Linked DNA regions of Macaca mulatta: region 2 is linked to region 1. The links are chromatin contacts, called in public Hi-C maps. All regions are on one chromosome and are shown on one strand. Each heading gives the region's core, a stretch centred on a gene start, on an enhancer-like site or on the middle of the called end of the contact. The rest is flanking DNA. Distances are from core to core; before and after follow the strand shown. Region 1 holds the start of TAF10 (TATA-box binding protein associated factor 10). Region 2 holds the start of SMPD1 (sphingomyelin phosphodiesterase 1).

Region 1 (6,173 bases), core at 1,535-4,034:
ACCTGGAAGCTGCTAGTTCCAGGGAATCCTGAATAGCACTGAAAGAGATCTTTTATACTCTGTCTCAACCACTCCCTCCCTCTTCCAGGATTTTCTCGCATCCAAATGTGCTCCCAGTGCTAGGTGCCTGTCAGTCTCCACCTGCTCCTCATCCTACTCTCATCACACACTGGATGCCATATGGATCCCTCTACAATGTACTACATGAAGGCACCAGTGAGTAGAGATGTTGAATTTTCTTGGGGAGGAAATGGGAGAGAGGGTGCATGAGCCTCTCTGAACTATTTGAACTTTTGCTTCCTCTCAGATTTCGTCGTAGACCAGAGCCAGGCTGTGAAGTTTGCTTTGGACATGGCAAGGGGCATGGCCTTCCTACACACACTAGAGCCCCTCATCCCACGACATGCGCTCAATAGCCGTAGTGTAATGGTGAGGCCACAAGCTCACTCCTGGCCCAGGCCCCAAAAGTCCTTTGCCTATCTATGACTTACCTCCTTCTGTTTTCTCTTCCTCAGATTGATGAGGACATGACTGCCCGAATTAGCATGGCTGATGTCAAGTTCTCTTTCCAATGTCCTGGTCGCATGTATGCACCTGCCTGGGTAGCCCCTGAAGGTGGGTGAAGTCATCATGTTGGGAGGTGAAAAAGGATCACCTCAGAAGTAGTGGAAGGGGGCAGAGACAGGAAAGGCCAGGGGGCCAGAACAGACAAGCCCTATCCCTCTAGCTCTGCAGAAAAAGCCTGAAGACACAAACAGACGCTCAGCAGACATGTGGAGTTTTGCAGTGCTTCTGTGGGAACTGGTGACACGGGAGGTACCCTTTGCTGATCTTTCCAATATGGAGATTGGAATGAAGGTGAGAGCAGAACAGCATACATTTGTGTTGGGGGAGTGGTTGGTTATGGTGAAAATAACTGTAGTGGGCCTGGGCTCCTCCCATATTTGTTCGGATATACAGTTATCCTGTCCCAGGGGCCAGTGGCTTCTCTCTACATGACAGACTCAAATTGTGAGGCTCAGTTTTTTCTTGTATTCACAGGTGGCATTGGAAGGCCTTCGGCCTACCATCCCACCAGGTATTTCCCCTCATGTGTGTAAGCTCATGAAGATCTGCATGAACGAAGACCCTGCAAAGCGACCCAAATTTGACATGATTGTGCCTATCCTGGAGAAGATGCAGGACAAGTAGGACCGGAAGGCCCTTGCCTGAACTCCAGAGGTGTCAGGACATGGTTGGGGGAATGTACCTCCCCAAAGCAGCAGACCTCTGGTTGCCTCCCCTGCCTCCAGTCATGGTACTACCCCAGCCATGGGGTCCATCCCCTTCCCCCATCCCTACCACTGTGGCCCCAAAAGGGGCGGGCTCAGAGCTTTGTCACTTGCCACATGGTGTCTCCCAACATGGGAGGGATCAGCCCCGCCTGTCACAATAAAGTTTATTATGAAAACAGGCTGGTGTGGGGACATGGGGACAGACAAGTACATTTAGGTTGGGTGGCTCAGGTGAAGTAGTGCGGCTTCTTCACATTGATGCCATACTCGCTGAGGGCAGGGGTCAAGTCCTCCATGGTTAAAGTATACTTGCGGTCCTGAGGGAAGAGGGAAGAGCACCAACTGAGCACAGGAATCCCACACTTCAATCCCAGATGGGTGACCCTGAGTAAGTTTTACACCTCCCCTAGGATTCAGTTTCCCCAAAGGGGTGGCAGGATAAGCTTCCACTGTTGTGGAAGGTAATTAGTGATTCAATGAGCCTCCCCTCACACCTTGCTCTTGCTCCGGGAGCTGCCGGAGGCTGTGCCCTTCATTTTGCAGTGCTGTAGGGCATCATTGGCAATATCTGAGATGAATTTCTGGGCAGCTAGGGAGATGAGCCGAATTCTAGAGAGAAAAAACTTAGATGAGAAGGAGATGGACAACACACTGCACAAGCACCCAAAACTAACCTGCCCTGGGTTTACTCACATGCGTGGGTCTGAGGCCTCAAAGCCAGCACGGTTCAGGTAGTAACCAGTCACTGCATCTGGGATCTAAGAAATCAATTAAGAGAACTGTCAGCAGAGTGGGATGAGGGTGAGGGAAATGTCGGATAGACCTGGTTATCAGGAAGCTCACGATTTGGGTGAGCAGAGGGCAAAAACAAGAGCGACTACGGAAGCAAACATCAGAGGGTGCTGAAAAGCACGGAGATGTGGCTGAAAGTTGTGACAGCAGGCTAGGTGGCCTTGTTCGGGCGGAAGCCCACCGTAGGCGTGTAATCCTCCAGCTGCATCAAGAAGTCCACCAACGGCGTGCTGGACACCACCGGCTTCACGTCTCCGTTGGCCGCGCTCGGCAGTACGTAAATCCCGTTAGACATGGCCCCTTCTGGGGGCGCCGCGCCACCCGCCGACACCGGAGCTGGAGGAGAACCAGCAAAATGAGACACAGAGGTGGGAGGCGCAGGGCCCCAGCGAGGTCTGTCTATACCCGCTGCCCTCACCCGCCGCTGGGCCCAGTCCCAGACGCTTCCCTCGCCCTCACCCGTCAGGCCCTCACCCGCCCCACGCCGCTCAGCTGGCTCCCCGGCCCGCGCCGCCAAGGGTCCCGTGCCCCCAGCAGCTGCTCCAGCCCCAGGCCCCCCTGCTGTCCCCGCGGGGCTGGCCTTGTTCTCCGCAGCGGTGCTGGCGGGCAGCGCTGCGGGAGCCGAGACCGGGGGTGCCGGGCCCGGGGCCGAGGCGGCGGAAGCCGGCGCCGCCTCGGGGTCCGCGCCGGAGCCGCTGCAGCTCATCGGGCCGGTGGGAGAGGCGGCGAACAGAGCCGCTTCCGCTTCCGCTCGCGCCGCGCACACCCCGGGGTGACGTCACGCGCCCTCGACTCGCCCCGCCTGTCACTGTTAGTGCTCTCCAGCCCGCTCCCCGCCTCCTCTGGTAGTGGGTCTGCGGGTTAGAGGAAATAGGCTGAAGGGCGGAGACCAAGCCTTGGCGAACTGCGCTGCCGTCGCCATTCCGCCCTAGCCTCTGCGGTGCTCGGTGGCGATTCCGTCGAGACTAGAAGCAGCGTGCGTCCGGGACTCTTCCGCCGCTCTGGGACACCTCATTCTGTCTGACGCTCAAGACCTTGCTTCGAGGTTTATGGGCCCTACATCCCTCGACTACGGATTGCCTGCCTGTCTGCATCCTTTCAAGTTCCCTTATTCAGCCTTGTAAGGATTCATAGTGGATTTGGAAAGCCCCCCGCCCTTCTCCACCAACTGCCCCGAGAGGTGGGGGCAGCAGTGGGGCGGCCCACAGTGCTGCTGTAGAAGGAGGAGGGGTTTCAGCCTAAGTCGACAACGTATGCAAAAATCACAACGAGTGAAAGGCGTGAGATTTTCAATGTAGCAGATATTTAATTCTTATTTGCCAACTCCTGAGCTAGGACCTGGGAATACAAAGTTAAATAGAACACGATTCTAGTCCTTTAGGCACCAACGGTCTTGGAAAGGAAGCCAGACAAGTAAAGTGGCTATTTCAATACTATGTGGTCGTTACAATACTAGAGGTAGACACAGGGGTCGCAGTGCAAGGGAGGAAGGGCATTAACATCTGCCACCTACTTCCAGGTGCCAAGTACTCTTATCAACATTATTCCACTTTATTCCCTGGTGATTAGGAAAGGCAGGTAATATTCCCACTTAACAGACGAGGAAACAGCCTCAGGGAGATAAACTTGCTTGACCCAGTCTCTCTCCCAGTCCATATCAGAACCAAGATTCAAACAGGTTTTGTTTAGAAAATCTAGGATTTTTCAGCCATAGCAAAATGAAGTAGCCTCAGGGAATCAAAACATTCACGAGAGAAGGTGACTTCTGAGCTGAATCTTGTAAGAATTCTGGAAATTAACCAGGCAGTTTGTATCAGGGGTGGTATTAAGGGGACAGAACAGCTTGAGCAAGAGTGAGAGTTCCTTGGGGTTTGGGGAGGGAGGAGGAAAAATGATTTGTTACTTAGGAACAAATAGCAACGAAGGTTTGTGAGCTATGATTGGGGGAAGAAAATAAAAAGCCTGAACTCTATCCAGTAATCCTTGAAGGGTTTTCATCCAAGTGGCCTGATGGGATTTGCATTTTACTCTGGAAGATGATTTGGGGATTGGCCGGAAGTAAGGACGCTGTACTTTTCAAGAGAATGTAGCCCTAAACTAATATAGTAGCAGTGGGGATATAAGTGGATAAGTTCTAGATATACTTGGGAAATATCATTGGAAGGACTTGTGGACTGATAAAGATATTTAAGAGGTACGAGGTGCAGTCACTAGGACTTGTTGATTGAGGACTTGTTGATTGAAGATGCGGTGGAAAGATGACACAGATTCTGGCTTGGTTGGAAAAAGCATAGCATCATTTACCAAGAAGAAACCAGAGATGGAATTGTTTGGGTTTGGGAAGGTGGAAGATGAAATGTTGAATATCACACATCTTACATTTGAGGTATCAATCACTATTGGATAGAAAGTCTTATTTAGTGAGATGGTAATGGTTGTAGATGTCAGTGATTTGTTCCAGGGGACAATGAGTAAACTGAGAAGAGCAAAAACCTACAAATGGAGCAATGAAGGTCAGCATTCCATGAAGTAGCAGAAGCTGATGAGGGAGGAAGACAAGAGTGGTCAGAGAAGTTAAGCCATGGAAGCTAAGTAAGGAGAGGGAGTGGGCAACTATGATGGAAAGGCCATAAAGCAAAGATTGAGAAGTATGCACTGCAGGCCATTGTTTCTGGATGTCAGGGTAGGAAAGGGTAAAAGGTGAGAGTAGAGGTCTCCTTGCAGTGAATTGGGCAGTGAATATGAAGTGAAATAGTGCAGAGTCTGTACACAACCCTTTGGAAAAGCCTGATTGAAAAGAGAAAGATGAGATGCAGAGGGAGATGCATTCAAAAAAATGCTAGTTATAGCATCTTATTGAGGAATCTAAGGCAGGAGTAGGGAGACCTGAGTATAATGGAGCATGGTAGGGTTGGGAGTCAAGTCAAGCTCACAGCATTTCAGGGTTAGGCAGATAAGCTGTCTGCAGCAGTCAATAGTTGAGGGTTCAGCAGGGCTTCCAATAGGGCAGAATAAGGGACTGAACTGCCAGCTTCAGGGCAGGGGACAAGCCATCTCTCCTGATAGGAAAATGTCAGGGGTTGAGTAGAGTCTTCAGCAAAGCTGGGAAGTTGGGTGTTCCCCAGCCTGTTACAGGATCCCAGCCAGGGCCAGAGCAGAAACCCTGGCCCTCCACCTCTTCATCCAGACAGGATGCATGGCAGCCATGGGTTACCTAGGGAGGAGGCTGGCATCAGATCTGGGCCTGCTAGTACCAATACTTAAAGAGTATACCTCCTCATCCTGTATTCATATTTCAGAGGCTGTTCCATACCACCCCAACTGCCCCCAAGTCCCCCTTAGTACTCCCCATAGTTGTATGAAAATGTCCACACCCTTCCCTTCCACACTCACATCAAAGAGTCCTGCCCCATGCTGCTGGTAGAGCCTTGGGTTGAGAAAGCCAAGAGGGGGGCGGCCACTGAGGATTCTGTGCTCATTGATCAAGGATAGGAGCCCCCCAAACACTGGAGTAGAGGCCTGCAAGAGTGAAGGTGCAAGTAAAGGTCAGGGGTTCAGAGTGACTGGACTTTTTGACGGTGATGGTTTAAAGTATCAGACATCTCTAAGGAGTCAGGGGTTCTGGATGCAAGGTACTCAAGGTGTTAGGGGGTAAGGGTAGTTCCTGAGTGAGAGTTTGGAGATGGGCTGATTCTCACCGAGGTTCCGGACACCCATGGAATGGGCACTCTGTTGCTGACCACCCAGTAGCCATCAGAAAGTGCAGCCACATCTGGATAGGCACGGCCACTGGCATTGAAGTAACTGGATGGTGGAAGGTGGGGGCTAGAGCTCAGGAACTTGGCTACAGCTTCCTCCTGAAAGGCATTTTTGAGTGAGTATTGGCATGTGGCCTGCCCAGCAGTCAGCTGAACTGAGGATCCCCCATCCTCACTCTTACCCTGCATCTATGCACATAAACACATGTACCTGGTATGAAGGCCGTGAGAACACATTGCTGAAGCCACCACCACTGATATAGTCAACAATTTCATTTGTGATGAGGAAAGGTTCCTGGAAGGATGTGCCTCCCACTGTGGTGACATAGGGGCTGAGGGGAGAAGACAG
Region 2 (6,173 bases), core at 1,927-4,426, 220 kb before region 1:
CCCCATCTCTCACCTGACAAACCCTGCCAGGCTGACCCCCCACTCCCGTTTCCAGTCCCCATTAACCCTAAGGCGCAGGACACCTCCACCCCGATCATTGCTCAGCACCACACTCTGGTCCACATCCGGCTAAAAGACCCTTCCAAGTTCCCCTCTAGACCCCAGTTCCCTATCTCCCTTGAACACTGACAGGGACTAAAACCTATCATTACACGCCTGCTCTGACAACACATTCTAGTTCCCACCAACTCACCATGCAATACTCCTATCCTGCCTGTATGGAAAAGCTCTGGGGCCTATCGCCTCATGCAGGACCTACGCCTCATCAATGAGGCAGTAGTCCCTACCTTTCCAGTTGATCCTAATCTATATACACTCCTCTCGCGCATTCCCCCTGACACCACTCATTTCACGGTTCTTGACCTGAAAGCTGCCTTCTTTAACATCCCTCTACACCCAGACTGCCACTTTCTGTTTGCCTTCACATGGGAGGACCCAGACACTCATATTTCTTCCCAGTTGACCTGGACTGTCTTGCCTCAAGGGTTCCGAGATAGCCCCCAATTTTTCGGACAGGCACTGGCACAGGACATCCTCCTCGGCCCCCTAACCCATAGCACCATTCTACGATACATAGATGATCTATTACTATGTAGTCCTTCCTGGGAGTGTTCCCTTGCAGACACTGCTACACTTCTAAATTTTCTAGGCGACTGAGTTTATCGGGTTACCCCGGCTAAGGCTCAACTTTGCACCCCTTCTGTCACCTACCTAGGCATACTACTCACACCCACTACAAAAAGCCTTACGGCAGATAGAATAAGCCTCATTAAAACTCTCCAGCCTCCTCAGGATGTGGAAGAGATCTTGTCCTTCCTAGGACTAGTAGGGTATTTCAGGCATTGGATTCCCAACTTTGGGATCCTAGCCAAGCCCCTCTACCAGGCTGCCAGGGAGACATCCACCAGACCACTGTCTGACCCCTCCTTGGTTGCCAACTCTTTCAAGAAGCTTCAGGATTGTCTCCTTTCTGCCCCTGCTCTCTCTCTCCCCAACCCCCTTCAGCCCTTTCATCTATTCACCGAGGAGTGCCAGAAGGTAGCCACTGGGCTCCTAGCCCAGCCAGTTGGATCCACATACCAGGCTGTGGCCTATCTCTCCAAGCAGTTAGATCCCACAGTCCAGGGCTGGCAACCTTGTCTGCAAGCCCTGGCGGCTGCCACAGAACTTACCCAAGAGGCCCTCACTTAGGTGGTGGCAGTCGTCTGTGGCCGGTTAAGTCCTACCCTTTCTAAGCCCCTTACTAATCATTGGCTTCTTGCTACTCATAGCTCCCTGTGTCCTCCACTTCATCCAGGACCACATGAAAGAAGTCTCCCAGGTCACTTTCAATCAGATGCTGCTCCACCCCTATACCTGAGTTCCGACCTCCGAAAAACCCCACGATGACCCATACCAGCAGGAAGCAGCCAGATGAACACGTCGCCTCACTTTCTTATTAGAAAGAGGTCGGAATGTTAGGCAGGAATCTAGACTCAACATGGCGGCATTACCCGGTGTAGCAGGCCTTTTGTTAAAGACTCCCTTCACCCTTGTACACACCCGCAGACTTACATGCGTCAGAGTTCCGGCTGGGCAGTCACACTCCTCCATGACCTGCAGCTCACCTGCATTCCCCAAGTTGGTAAACAGCCATTTCGGTTGACAGTTTCCAAAGACCCCTTCCTCATGACCCTTACTCAACTCCTGCCCTAGTAGTTTCAAGACCCCCCAGGCCCTGTTTGCACAACCAGCTTCCCTACCTCTCAGGTTATAAGAAGCCCCTACCCTCCTCCCTCAGCGTGACTTCCTCGGCCCGCACCTTTGGACCGAGGAACCTCACCCACGAGTCCTAATAAAGGCTATTCTCACTGCCATTTGCCTTGTGTCTTCGTTCCTGATTCGGCTCCAGCCTCAGTTTACCCTTACAGTAGTGACCAAGGGAAACTTCCCCTTCACCTTCTGAAATTCTGCTGAAAAATCAACCCACAAAAAACGGATTAATTGAAGAAAAGGCATACAAATTTTATTAATGTGTCCACGGGCAACCACAGAGTGACTACCCACTTCCCAACTGAGTTCAGAAGCTTATGTGCCATCCAGGCAAAGCAGGTTATGGGAGTGAGGGGAAGAGGAATTCTGCTGAGGGAGAAGGAATGGATCAGGGAACACATTAACTAGTAGATGGTCATGTGAAAGGGTCTGTTCAGGTGTGATTATATTTTTGGTTTTATAGGGAGGGGAAGAAAAAAACAATTGTTCCTTTTGATGGGTCTGGACGCTAGGTAAAGGCTTTGGGAGAAAGGGGGCGGGTGTAGGAAGGTCAGAGAGACCTTGAGGCTTAACTTAGTAAGTCAAACCACCATATTTTGGGTATGGATTTCTGGGCCCCAATATAATAGGTACTTCTTAGCGCTGTTGTGAGAATTGAATATTATTAATTATAAAGTGCCTGGATTGGTGCTTGGCACATGTAAACAACTCCATAAATGCTCGCTTTTACTGTCATGGATACACGGAGGTGGGAGACCCAACTGGGTTCCAGCTCATGTTATTGGTCCCCATGGCTATATGGTCTTTACGGCTTCCTAGTCTCTTCACCATCTCTAAGGTTTGGTTTCCTCATCTGAATCAAAGGTGAATGATTCTCAGGGTGACTCAAGGGTGCTGGTGCCAGTGGCAGAGCATGGGAAATCGAGGGAAGGCACCTTCCTGTCAGAGGCAACACACCCAGTGGGAGGATCCTGCCGGCCCTGCTCTCTCCTACCCTCCTTACCCCAGCTAAATGCCGGGGTCGGTCTGGCAGCTATTCTGGGAATCTGAGCGCGGATTCGGACAAAGGAGGCGTCTTTCACCAACCACATCACATGGAGCCCCAAAGCACAAGCACGGCCTCCCCCGGCTGTGACCTCAAGGCCGAGCCCCTGGTGACCTCAGGGAGAGTCCCCACCCCCACCGCCCTTGCGCCCCGGGGCAGGGCGGGGGGCGTGGAGAGGGGGCGGAATCGGGGCGGTCCCGGGAGCGCCCAGCCCGCTCCGCCTCCGCAGCGTTGACAGCTGCCCGCCGCCGGGAGATCAGCTGTTGGAGATCAGAGGAAGAGGAAGGGGCGGAGCTGCTTTGCGGCCGGCCGCGAAGCAGTCAGCCGACTACAGAGAAGGGTAATCGGGTGTCCTCAGCGCCGCCTGGGGCCCTGAGGGCCAGCTAGGGCCCAGGCCGGTGGGGACGGGACAAACGAACTAGCCCCGTGTAGGAAGCCTGACAATGCCCCGCTACGGAGCATCACCGCGCCAGAGTCGCCCCAGGTCCGGCCGGGAGCAGGGACAAGACAGGACCTTCGGAGCCCCCCGACTCCTTTGGATGGGCCTGGTACTGGTGCTGGCGCTGGCTCTGGCTCTGGCTCTGTCTGACTCTCTGGTTCTCTGGGCTCCGGCAGAGGCTCATCCTCTTCCTCCCCAAGGCCATCCTGCCAGGTTACATCGCATAGTGCCCCGTCTCCGAGATGTCTTTGGGTGGGGGAACCTCACCTGCCCAGTCTGCAAAGGTCTATTCACCGCCATCAACCTTGGGCTGAAGGTGAGCGCTGAAGGGGTTGCAGTGGAGGAGGCCGAAGGGAGTGCTGGGGCTGGGGGCTGGGGCTGATGCTGGTGCCCTGGGGTCAGAATGCATCCCTGATGGAGAGGGTGGCATCTACAATCCGTCACTGAGTTTGCTCCCCTTTGGGGACACCTATGGCTACATGCCACCACCACCCCATTGTGACCTTTGTGAAGTAAGAAAATAATGCAGACAGTGCCTGAGAAAGTCAGCTTGTCAAGCAAAGGCCTCATGCCACAGGCTGCTGAGCTAAAGAGGAAGTGATGGCCTGGTGCTGCCTGAGTTAGAGGGTAATATCTGGAAGGCAAAGGTGTGCACTGAGCTTTCTTCACCATGGTGCACTGAGTCCTGCCCAGCCCCAGTTTGGAAATGGAAGCCCAAGGGGTGTTGGCCAGGGGTTGGCCTGGTTCCTCTGCTCTGCCTCTGATTTCTCACCATGTGCTCCTCCCACTGCAGAAGGAGCCCAATGTGGCTCGCGTGGGTTCTATGGCCATCAAGCTGTGCAATCTGCTGAAGATAGCACCACCTGCCGTGTGCCAATCCATTGTCCAGCTCTTTGAGGATGACATGGTGGAGGTGTGGAGACGCTCAGTGCTGAGCCCATCTGAGGCCTGCGGCCTGCTCCTGGGCTCCACCTGTGGGCACTGGGACATTTTCTCATCTTGGAACATCTCTTTGCCTACTGTGCCGAAGCCGCCCCCCAAACCCCCTAGCCCCCCAGCCCCAGGTGCCCCTGTCAGCCGCGTCCTCTTCCTCACTGACCTGCACTGGGATCATGACTACCTGGAGGGCATGGACCCTGACTGTGCTGACCCACTGTGTTGCCGCCAGGGTTCTGGCCTGCCGCCCGCGTCCCGGCCAGGTGCTGGATACTGGGGCGAATACAGCAAGTGTGACCTGCCCCTGAGGACCCTGGAAAGCCTGTTGAGTGGGCTGGGCCCAGCCGGCCCTTTTGATATGGTGTACTGGACAGGAGACATCCCTGCACATGATGTCTGGCACCAGACTCGTCAGGACCAGCTGCGGGCCCTGACCACTGTCACAGCACTTGTGAGGAAGTTCCTGGGGCCAGTGCCAGTGTACCCTGCTGTGGGCAACCACGAGAGCACACCCGTCAATAGCTTCCCTCCCCCCTTCATTGAGGGCAACCACTCCTCCCGCTGGCTCTACGAAGCGATGGCCAAGGCTTGGGAGCCCTGGCTGCCTGCTGAAGCCCTGCGCACCCTCAGGTACTTATCATCCATGGAAACCCAGGAAGGGAAAAAAAAGGTGAATGAAAGTGAAGGGAGAAGGGAACCTGGGGCATTGTCTCTGATTGCTCTAGCATGAGTCCTTAGTGCTCTTCACTCAGCTCCCCTAATCTGACTCCACCTTCCCTTTCTACTCTTTTGCCACACCAGGCTATTTTTTTTTTTTTTTTATAGTTTAGTTTTTGTAGAGACAAGATCTTGCTATGTTGCCCAGGCTGGTCTCAAACACCTAACCTCAAGCAATCCTCCCGCCTCGGCCTCCCAAAGTGCTGGGACTACAGACGTCAGCTACTGCTCCCGGCCCTCCTTTTTTTGGGGGGGGAGCAGGGATGGAGTCTTGCTCTGTCACCCACACTGGAGTGCAGTGGCACGATCTCAACTCACTACAGCCTCCACCTCCCAGGTTCAAGCAATTCTCCTGCCTCAGCCTCCCAAGTACCTGAGACTACAGGTGCATGCCACCACGCCCTAATTTTCATATTTTTAGTAGATGGGGTTTCACCATGTTGGCCAGGATGGTTGTGATCTCCTGACCTCGTGATCTGCCCACCTCAGCCTCCCAAAGTGCTGGGATTACAGGCATGAACCACCGCACCCAGCCTTCCAGCCCTCCCTTTCTACTCTTATCTCTAGCCACCCTCCTTCAAAGGTCTGGCAGCATAACCTCTCCATGCCTCAGCTGCGTTTTTGCTCATGTTGGCCCTCTGGAATTGATTTCCCCTTTTTTAACTGCTGCAATTTTTCTCACCTTATCCATCTCATGTCATCTTCCCTCTGTGTGGCCCTTGCTTCCCATTCTAGCTCACTCTTATCCCTCCACCATACTCCTGGAGTCCTCTGCCCTCGGAGCCTTTCTTTTGTGTCACACAGACCCAATAATTAGAACTGTTTGGTCTCCAGCTAGACTGTGAGCTCTTTGCAGGTAGGGAAGATGTCATGTATGCTTTTACCCTCCACCCAAATGCCCAGCACAGGAGGAACAGGATTGGAACAAGTGTTGACCTCTCATGTTTACTTTGTTTCAGAATTGGGGGGTTCTATGCTCTTTCCCCATACCCCGGTCTCCGCCTCATCTCTCTCAATATGAATTTTTGTTCCCGTGAGAACTTCTGGCTCTTGATCAACTCCACGGATCCTGCAGGACAGCTCCAGTGGCTGGTGGGGGAGCTTCAGGCTGCTGAGGATCGAGGAGACAAAGTGAGGGGGAGTGGTGGGAACACAGTGGTGCTGGGGGACAAGCAGGCTTCTGTCGAGCTGGAGCACCTCTGGGCAGAGAAGTCTGATTTTCCT

What was found. Hi-C and Micro-C count contacts between places; a contact is called where the count stands out from the background.
Region 2: a Hi-C map of liver shows a contact between it and region 1, with 2.6 times the contacts expected there. The contact joins the promoter of SMPD1 here to the promoter of TAF10 in region 1. A contact is called at or near these places in 2 of 14 Hi-C or Micro-C datasets (fetal cortex germinal zone and liver).

What each region holds. Positions count from the first base shown.
Region 1 is chr14:59,168,765-59,174,937 of T2T-MMU8v2.0, reverse strand. TAF10 (TATA-box binding protein associated factor 10) reads right to left here and starts at 2,784. Exons shown (of 5, transcript NM_001265786.1): 1 at 2,541-2,784; 2 at 2,248-2,402; 3 at 1,968-2,032; 4 at 1,769-1,883; 5 at 1,454-1,591. The coding sequence starts at 2,772. The coding sequence ends at 1,502. It overlaps TPP1 (tripeptidyl peptidase 1), which reads right to left. Exons shown (of 13, transcript XM_001108748.5): 10 at 6,036-6,156; 11 at 5,765-5,923; 12 at 5,460-5,585; 13 at 3,353-5,280. The coding sequence ends at 5,140. It overlaps ILK (integrin linked kinase), which reads left to right. Exons shown (of 12, transcript NM_001195713.1): 8 at 89-216; 9 at 308-429; 10 at 516-615; 11 at 728-858; 12 at 1,042-1,450. The coding sequence ends at 1,191.
Region 2 is chr14:59,391,515-59,397,687 of T2T-MMU8v2.0, reverse strand. It overlaps SMPD1 (sphingomyelin phosphodiesterase 1), which reads left to right and starts at 3,176. Exons shown (of 6, transcript XM_001110212.5): 1 at 3,176-3,612; 2 at 4,090-4,862; 3 at 5,909-6,080. The coding sequence starts at 3,301. It overlaps LOC106993347 (a long non-coding RNA gene), which reads left to right. Exons shown (of 6, transcript XR_013404053.1): 6 at 1,332-1,914.